2 separate regions of the Mus musculus genome follow, and region 1 is linked to region 2. A link is a contact called in public promoter capture Hi-C data. All regions are on one chromosome and are shown on one strand. The core of a region is the stretch at or near the end of the contact, and the rest is flanking DNA. Distances in the headings are between cores, read along the strand shown. Region 1 has its middle 39 kb from the start of Rubcnl. Region 2 overlaps Lrch1 (leucine-rich repeats and calponin homology (CH) domain containing 1).

Region 1 (3,888 bases), core at 934-3,433, 260 kb before region 2:
GAAATTGGAACTCCCAGCATGCGGAGGAAACAATGGTCTCACATCCTTGAGTGTGTGAGCCGCAATCCTAGCCATCGGGGATCAATCACATAACTGAAGTGTGTGAGGTAGCACTGACTCCTTCTCAGGCCTCTCTGCCTGCCTCTAGCCTCCTCTCATTCCAAGGTCTTGTGATCCTACCCCAGCCCACTAGTTTCCTGCTGCTAACGTCTGCACATCTGTCCATGTTAGGTAGTGACCAGGCTTTTCCTGAGAGCCAGGAAGCTGAGCTCTTTGCTATGGCCTTTCTTCTGCTATCTCTCTCCACACAGGTGGGAGACAGAGGCTATGGGGGCCACGATTACCCACAACTCCACTCCTCTTTAGAATGAAGCTGTGGATACCTGGGAACCTAGAATTTTCTGGAATATGGTACCAAGGGGGATTGTGAGAGAGCCAAAGTGTCATCGGGAGGGACAAGTCACACTCCTGAGAAGAACAGGAGGCAGAACCGCTCTCTCAGGAGCCCGTGAAGGTATCTTCATAAAGTAGGAGGGGAACGATTCCATCTCAGACATACAGTTTGCGAGCCGATGTTTGTGCTTTTAAAAAAAGGTTTATATTTATGGGGGCTTGGAGAGATGGCTCAGCACTTAAGAACACTTGCTGTTCTTGCATGTTTAGTTCTCAGCACCCACTTGGGTGGCTCACAACTATCCTTTAACTGCAATCCTAGGGACCCGATGCACCAAATGTGAACATGGAACTCTTACATTCATATAAGCAAGGCAGTTTGCTCCTGCCTCCCCAGTGATTATACTGTACGCGTACACGAGGAGTTTAGTGACTGGGCTATCTCCCGGGCCCCTAACATCACATTTGAAGACACTATTGAACTTTGCTTTGCCTTTTTGGCTGAGCCTTGGGAAGTCCCTTCTATTTTACACTCTCTGGACCTGGTTCTTCCTGCCTCTCCCAGGTCCCCTCCCCTCCCCTTCTCTGTAGCTGCCCTAGTGTATGTAGGTCTTCCTATGTCAACTACTAAGCCTCTGTTTTGTCCTCAGTGCACCCAGCACCCAATCCCTGCTGTCTTCCTGAAACAGAAGCCCAGCTGTGTCCCCTGGAACCCTGCTTAGCATTGCGCTGTGAGGACTGCAAACATCCTCCGGTCACTGGGCTGGGCACTGTGGGCTCTACCTTGCAGCTCCGTTCCCCACTAAATCCTTCTATCCCCCCCCCCACACACACACACACTCCCCTTTCCCTTTGTCAAAGCCACCTGGCTTCCCACGTCAATGCATCTGGGCTGTCAGTCCTCTCAAGAAGCTGCCCTCTTCCCTTTTCTTCAATATGGAGTCTGATTAGCCTTTGGGGATCTCCCTCCTGCTGCAAGAGGAAGCCATTTTGTATTTTGACAGCACCTCGGTGTTAGTGAATCTGCAGACCCCTCACCTGTCTTCCTCCTAAGGGCCCTGGAGCAGAGCCTGTACTTTACTGTCACCCAGGACTGGGCAGCAGTATTGTACTAGCTCCAACCTAGCCTTCAGCCCTTCTCCTGTCCCTCTCTGACATCTGGTTCACTCCCCAGCCTCTGCCTCAGATCTGCCTTCACCGGAAGTGTTCTGCCTCTCCTTCCATTTGTTGGATATCCCAGTGATGCCTCAGACTTGATTGGAAAACAAGAGTTTTCTTTTCAACGGACTTATTTCCCAGGGCCACCCAAAACAAACCTCATGGCTCTATCCCTATCCCACATTGATAGAGTGGCCTGCTCAGTACTGTTGATGGGCAGTGATCTGCTGCAGACTTCTGGTCTGTCCTCCTCCCCCACCCATGGGAGGCCAGGAAGGGAGGTGTGGTCTCACAGACTGCCCTCCAGAGTTCACTATGAGGCAGTCCAGGAACCTTCTTGGCTTTTAATGCCTTCTCCAGAACTTCTGTGGAAGTTTAGCTGCTGTTGTGGACAGTGCTGAGGAAGGACTGGAAGAGCCAGTGTTAGCCTGTAAGCCCACTTGCCCAAGGACAAGATAATTTCCTGGAACGCTGGGAGCGACAGTTCTTGGGAGATAAGTCACATGTTTTCCCTCCCTAAATGGTTTGTTTGAACTAACTACACCAGATGTGCTTGATCACACGTAGGCAGGGCAGGAAGAATGTCAGGACATATGCTTGCCCCCGATTGGACCCGATTGAAAACGAGTGAATTATGGGTTTCGTCTTCTACAAAATGTGACTCATTACCATTCCCTGGAAACCCAGGGGACGTGGTCAGTCCATCTTCTTGGCTAATATTTAACTAAAGCTTGTTTCAAATGTGGCTCAAAATTGTGGAACTGGTTTTTCGTAAGTGAATCTCTGAGGACCTCTGAGAGGCATTTAAGTCATGGGATCTCTGCTTCAGGGAGGGACTTATTCTACGGAGAGGGATGAAGTTAGGTAGACTCTCTGGTAGGTAAACCGATAGGGAGAGGACACGGATAGAGCTAAGAAATCTGGCGAATTCCCAAGATGGCCCCCTTCTTCCTTACCATCTTGACTTGAGACAAATGCCTGGGAGCTTCTGTCTCCCACTAGCAGAGCAGGCTCCCTGCTGATGGACTGTCTTGGCAAGTTCAAGGCCTGATCACCCATCCTATCTGTTTTCAAACTGACTAACCCTAAGGACAGGAGAACAACTCATGAGACGCTTTAGGAAAGCCCCAGGCTTTGAGAAGAGATTAGGTTTTCTGCTTTCAGAGTCTTTTTCTCTGTGTGTCTGCTGTGTGCACATTTCCTCATGTCACTTGGTCCCCACTCAGGCCACACCAGGCTTGACAGTCATGCCACCCTCCCCCTGGAAGCGTGTAACAGAAATAGTTGACAGAATATCCAGACAGAGGAGACGCTGATGTTTCAGTCTGCTTAGTATTCTCTCACTGAAAGTCAACCTCCTCCTCCTCCTCCTCCTCCTCCTCCTCCTCCTCCTCCTCCTCCTCCTCCTCCTCCTCCTCCTCTCCTGCCCCAACACAGACAGTAGGAGACCCTGGCGGGTGGGGCTGGGGATATCTGTAGCACACTGTTGACTGCCTTTGCTGTTTGAGAAGCTCAATCTAAGCATCAGCGCCAGGCAACATGATACCCAAGTATTATTGAGAACTGGTCAGCCTGAAGATATTCCAGGAAGGGATTTGACCCTAATTCTCCTCAAGTAGGAGCAGCTATGCAGGAGAGAAGGGGGAAACACGGGCTTACCCATGTTCTAGGAAGATGTATGTATAAGAATCATTAGAAAGAAAATTTCACCAGTTTTATAATCCACTGAACTTGGTTTATGTGCAGAGTGCCGCCATGTTAACCCAGATTCGTGTGTTTCAACACTTGCTCTCTACCTGGGGTCAGCTTACCATTGGGGCAGGCCTCTGGGGGTCTATCCCAGCCTTCACTCCCAGCTAGCTCTCTGCTTCCTACCTGTTTTGTATGCAGGAGTCTGCACCATGCTCTCCTCCTTGAACTCTGCCATTCCTTCCATGTTCCAGCAGAGCTGAAACCGTTAGATTCCAGTCAGGTTTTCCTCCCTCACATCGGCTCTGATGGGCATTTTATCACCGTTGTGAGAAAAGGCACCCCTATGCATCTTAAGGGATGCCTCAATGTTAAAGTGGTAACTGAGAGCATACTATTAAGAGCACTTTCTTGCTAGGAATAGTGACATACACCTCTAGTCCTAACACTCAGGACATAGAGACGGGAGACAAGTTCACAGTCAGGCAGGGCTTCAAAAGAAGACCCTGTCCCACAAGACAAAAACCAAACAAAAGAAAAAATATTTTATCCAAATTTACTTGTTTTAAAAATTCCATTCTTGGGGCTGGAGAGATGGCTCAGCAGTTAAGAGCACTGACTGCTCTTCTGAAGGTCCTGAGTTCAATT
Region 2 (4,340 bases), core at 269-2,768:
TTTACACTTTTATGGTGGCATATATGCAGGTGTTTATTAGCTATCCCCAAACTTTTTATTTTTATTTTGTTTTATTTTTTGTTTGTTTTTTGAGACAGGGTTTCTCTGTATAGTCCTGGCTGTTCTGGAACTCACTTTGTAGACCAGGCTGGCCTTGAACTCAGAAATCCACCTGCCTCTGCCTCCCAAGTGCTGGGATTAAAGGCGGACGCCACCACACCCAGCTCTTTTTTTTTTTTGCAAATTTTTTATTTATTAGAGTGTATATGTTAAGTCATGCTTGGTTCCTTAACAGCTCTCTTAACCAGTGACTGCCAAAGCAGACTGATAATAAACAGGTCACGTGAATGAGGTTTTTCAAGGTTGCTCAGGGTTCAAGCGTGTGTACCTACTGAAAATTTCTGTATATTTTGGAACTACTAGTTTGGACCATTTCTAAAAACCCATAATTCAAATAGAGAAAGGAGCCAGGAGACAGTTTGGTTACTTGGCCAGGTAAGATGCGCTCATAGCTACTGGGGAAAGATCCCTGTTTGGGGGCTCTCATGTTAATCTGTGCTAGTCTTTAGATTTTTCTCAATGGATACAAGCTGCGTAGTTTTAGAAAATAGAAGGATGACCTTCTTAGCTACTTAACCATGAATTAATTCAACATTTGCTAGTTAGTGTGTGCTTCTGGGCCAGGGCTATGGCAGCAATAAAAAAAAGATGTAGTCCTTGCCTCCTCTTTCTCCAAATCTAATGGAACGTATACATTTCTCTCTCCCTTAAGGTGCAAAATGATCTAATGTTACAGAGTAATGGAAGCCAGTATTCTCCCAATGAGGTAAGCTTCCTGAGGGTTAATGGCAGCTGAGGTATTCCATGGAGACCAAACTGAACCATTGGTCCCAGAGTTGGATAGTCTGACTCCGGGATTAAAGAGTTAATGGGACTGTCTCTGGGGTCTCTCGATAGTTGTCACTCACTGTCACAAAATCACTTGGCTCTATACATCACTAAAGATTAATTCTGTGAGAAATGGCCTTTGAGATCTAGGGGTGGGATGTCTTTATGGAAAACGGCAGATGATCATTCAGATGACATTTCCTCAGTTGCTACCCAAGATGGTTCGATGCGCAGTTTCTGCGTGATGAGCTGCATGCTCAGTGTTAGCCGTGTGTCTCCGTGTTACAGAGGCTCCGTTAGACGTGCTCTTTGGCGTGCCTGCCCGTCTGCAGTCAGATGTGTCCAATGAGAGGCAGATCACGGCTTTGTGTCACTGCAAGATGATTTTGTAGTGAGCAAATAAAGACTTCAATGCAACAACAAAAAGAATACCGGAAAACATTCTATTGACCACCTCTTAGAGTATTTACAAAATGTCTTTTTTAAAAAGCCAAGCTGTCATCCATCACAAGGCAGCCATAGCAAAAGCAGAGTCATTTTATAACAATCACTAACCATACAAGTCCATCTGCTTCTTCATTTCCCAATTGTTTTCTCACCCCACAGATACGAGAGAACTCCCCTTCAGTGTCTCCTACTGCAAACATCACAGCTCCGTTTGGCCTGAAGCCTCGTTCAGGTACGTTGACCTCAGTAACTAAAGTAACTAAAATGATTTCTCTTTGGCCTTTCAAACTTATTCGTGAGTAATATGAGCTTTGCCAGTTCTAGTCGGCTGGGGTCCTGGCATCAGAATAGCAGCAGCTTGGTGAGGTCGGGTGATAACGTTATGCTATTGTGAGGTCTGTGCTTCCAGGACTGGGCAGCTCGCCCTCTTCTGAATCACAGCAAAGAAAAGTGGCAAAGGGCAATGTAAGTAGGGAAGGAATACTCCCTTCCAGCTTTTAACCCGTGGGAATAAACCGGCTCCGCTTTACCCCAAAGGTTCCTGGTGCCCTGAGGAGGTACAGGGCAGCCTGCAGGCAGAGTCCTCCCCAAGACGACCCCAGTTGCTTTCCAGGCATGGTAAGGGCTCTGCATTGACTCACACAAGAGGGTGAGCACTTTAAGGCTTGTATGAGTGGTTAGGAGTCGGGGAAACTTCTTAGAAAGGAAAACACCTTACTTTTTGACCTACTTGGTTGTAGTTTGTGTTACCATATTGACAAAGTTAATGTTAGCAAAGTGCAAAGTTACTTTTAATTTTTTAAAAAAGGGCCCCAGGTAGAAAAATACATTTCTTTCCACATTTCCAGTTTTGGTGCTAAATGCCTTCTTTTGGGACCTTGTTTGTTTGTGCTTTTTTGTTCCTCTCAGACTTACTATATTTACCACGAATGCTTTTAAATAGTTCTTACAAGGGCCCTGGACACACACAAGCACACCTGGTAGAAAACACAGGTGATCTTGGATTTGAGGCAAAGCATTTTGACAACAGTATGAGCGTTACCCATTTCTGGCTTGAATAAACATCGCTAGGGGAAAAACAGAGATGATTCGTTTTATAGGGGAGATGGTTTGTTCTTGGAAGACATTGATTGATGGGCACACGTGGCCAAGTGTGGAGGTGTCCTGGCCGTTAGAATAGAATAAGAGAAAATAAACAGTTGGGAAATGGCTTTAGTATGATCAGAGTTTCTAGATCTTTCCTGTCTTGTTTTTTTCAGTCCTAGGAATTAAACCCAGGCCCTTACACGTGTCAGGGCCGTGCACTACCACTGAGCGGTATCTCTAGCCCTAGAGAATGTTACAGATAGGAAGGGTGAGGATGAGATCGTAGAAAACTCAAGTGACTGGCCCCCTAATGTAAGGAAGTGGGCGTATACAGACAAATCTGGGGTACACCTCAATTATGCCCATAATCCGAGCTCTGTTCTGGGAGAAATGGAGGTCACTGCTATTATACCCCCCTGCCTCGTGGCTGGCGACAGTTCTCTCGCAAGCCACTGGACAGTTCTGCAGCATTTCAAAATGTCTCATAACTGAAATCAAAACGTGAGTGAGAGTCTGCAAAGATTAATAGCCCTTTGAGTGTTAGACTTTTACAATTAAGTTGTAAAATGGATCCACAGACTTTTAATGCATCTATAGAGCCTAAACCAAGCTTACCAAGTTAGAGATTGCCTTGAACCTGCAGTGTACACCATTCAGGTTCTGTGGAGAGATGAAAAAGAGAGTATTTAGTTACTGTCTCAGTTCTGTAAAAGCATTAAAATACACAATTCCTCTATAGTCATTTTGTTTCTAAATATCAGATGCATGTATACATTTTGAGTGTTGTCTAATGTGACCCAGGAGTTCTGGGTGAATTGTGCAATTATGTCAGCTGACTAGTTGTTAAAAGGGGTTGGCAAAGGGTATCTGTGGGCCTTTCTGCTTTCCGCTGCCTGAATGACCAAGTTCTTTCCTTCTGCTGCCATGACCCAACAGCACGCTAGGCTGCAGGCTCGCAGAACTGTTAAGATTAAGGCTATTAACTGCATGCAGAGTGTGAGCCAGTACTAACACTCGGTTTTTATCGTTCTTTTCCTTCCATGCGCCATCTCCCATTCCCCTCCTGAACTGTCCATTTGAATTTAAACCCCACATAATGAAATCCACCTCATTTCCATACGAACCTCATGCCACGTGTGGAATGCTGCGGCCCCCTGGGTTCCCCCTGGTCCTTGTGCAACTGTCCACCTGGCTCTCTCGCTCGTCTGCAGACCCAGCCCTCATTCTCCCTCCTATCTCCTTCAACACACTTACACAGGCACAAACATGGGACAACTCTAGCTACAGTGTTCCATCTGAAGGAAACAGTGACAATGGTAGGTGCTTTGTTGTCTCTTCTTCGATGTTCATGTAATAAGCCTGTGACTGTACTCCACAGGCCTCTGTGTGTACCTGGAGACAGGATATATTGACCTGCATACTCCATACTCTGGAAAGCCTCTGAGGCAACGTCTAGACAAGTGCTTGTGACCTCTTGCCTAACAGCTGATGATGTGACAGTTGATTTACCTCGAGGGTACTGACTCTGGGAGGATTTTTTCAATACTCTCTTGTCTACCTATTATGCTAGGGGTTTGGTTGGTTTGTCTGCTCGTCTACAGAGATTGAAACTCACGCATTTCGGTTATCTCCACTTGCTTCTGACCCCATAGTTAATGCTCTCAGAGTTTGTTTTTTAGAGTGTGGGTGTGGTGCTTCACTCCTGTAATGGAGAATGTATAGTTAGAATACTTGCCGTGATCTCTGGTTAAGATTCACCTAAAATTTCCATTTATTAAAGAAGAATACATATTCTGGCAGACTGAATCTACAAGAAATATTAGTACTTTATAGTTGTGTAAAACAGTGGGTCTCAACCATCTTAAGGTCCTGACCCTTTAATACAGTCCATCATGTTTTGATGACCTCCCAATCATTAA

The links. Capture Hi-C pulls out chosen DNA fragments and counts their contacts.
Region 1: a contact with region 2 is called in a promoter capture Hi-C map of liver. The contact joins two enhancer-like sites.

Annotation. Positions count from the first base shown.
Region 1 is chr14:75,053,101-75,056,988 of GRCm38.p6, reverse strand. No RefSeq gene overlaps it. Among named protein-coding and RNA genes, the nearest start is that of Rubcnl, 39 kb to the right of the region's middle. Within about 2 kb of position 2,183, at least 34 of the 459 cell types and tissues checked have an H3K27ac peak or open chromatin away from gene starts, as enhancers often do. A contact at or near this core is called in liver, where this site is marked.
Region 2 is chr14:74,792,524-74,796,863 of GRCm38.p6, reverse strand. It overlaps Lrch1 (leucine-rich repeats and calponin homology (CH) domain containing 1), which reads left to right. Exons shown (of 19, transcript NM_001252132.1): 14 at 773-826; 15 at 1,495-1,567. Among named protein-coding and RNA genes, the nearest start is that of Gm52135, 24 kb to the left of the region's middle. Within about 2 kb of position 1,518, at least 9 of the 459 cell types and tissues checked have an H3K27ac peak or open chromatin away from gene starts, as enhancers often do. A contact at or near this core is called in liver, where this site is marked.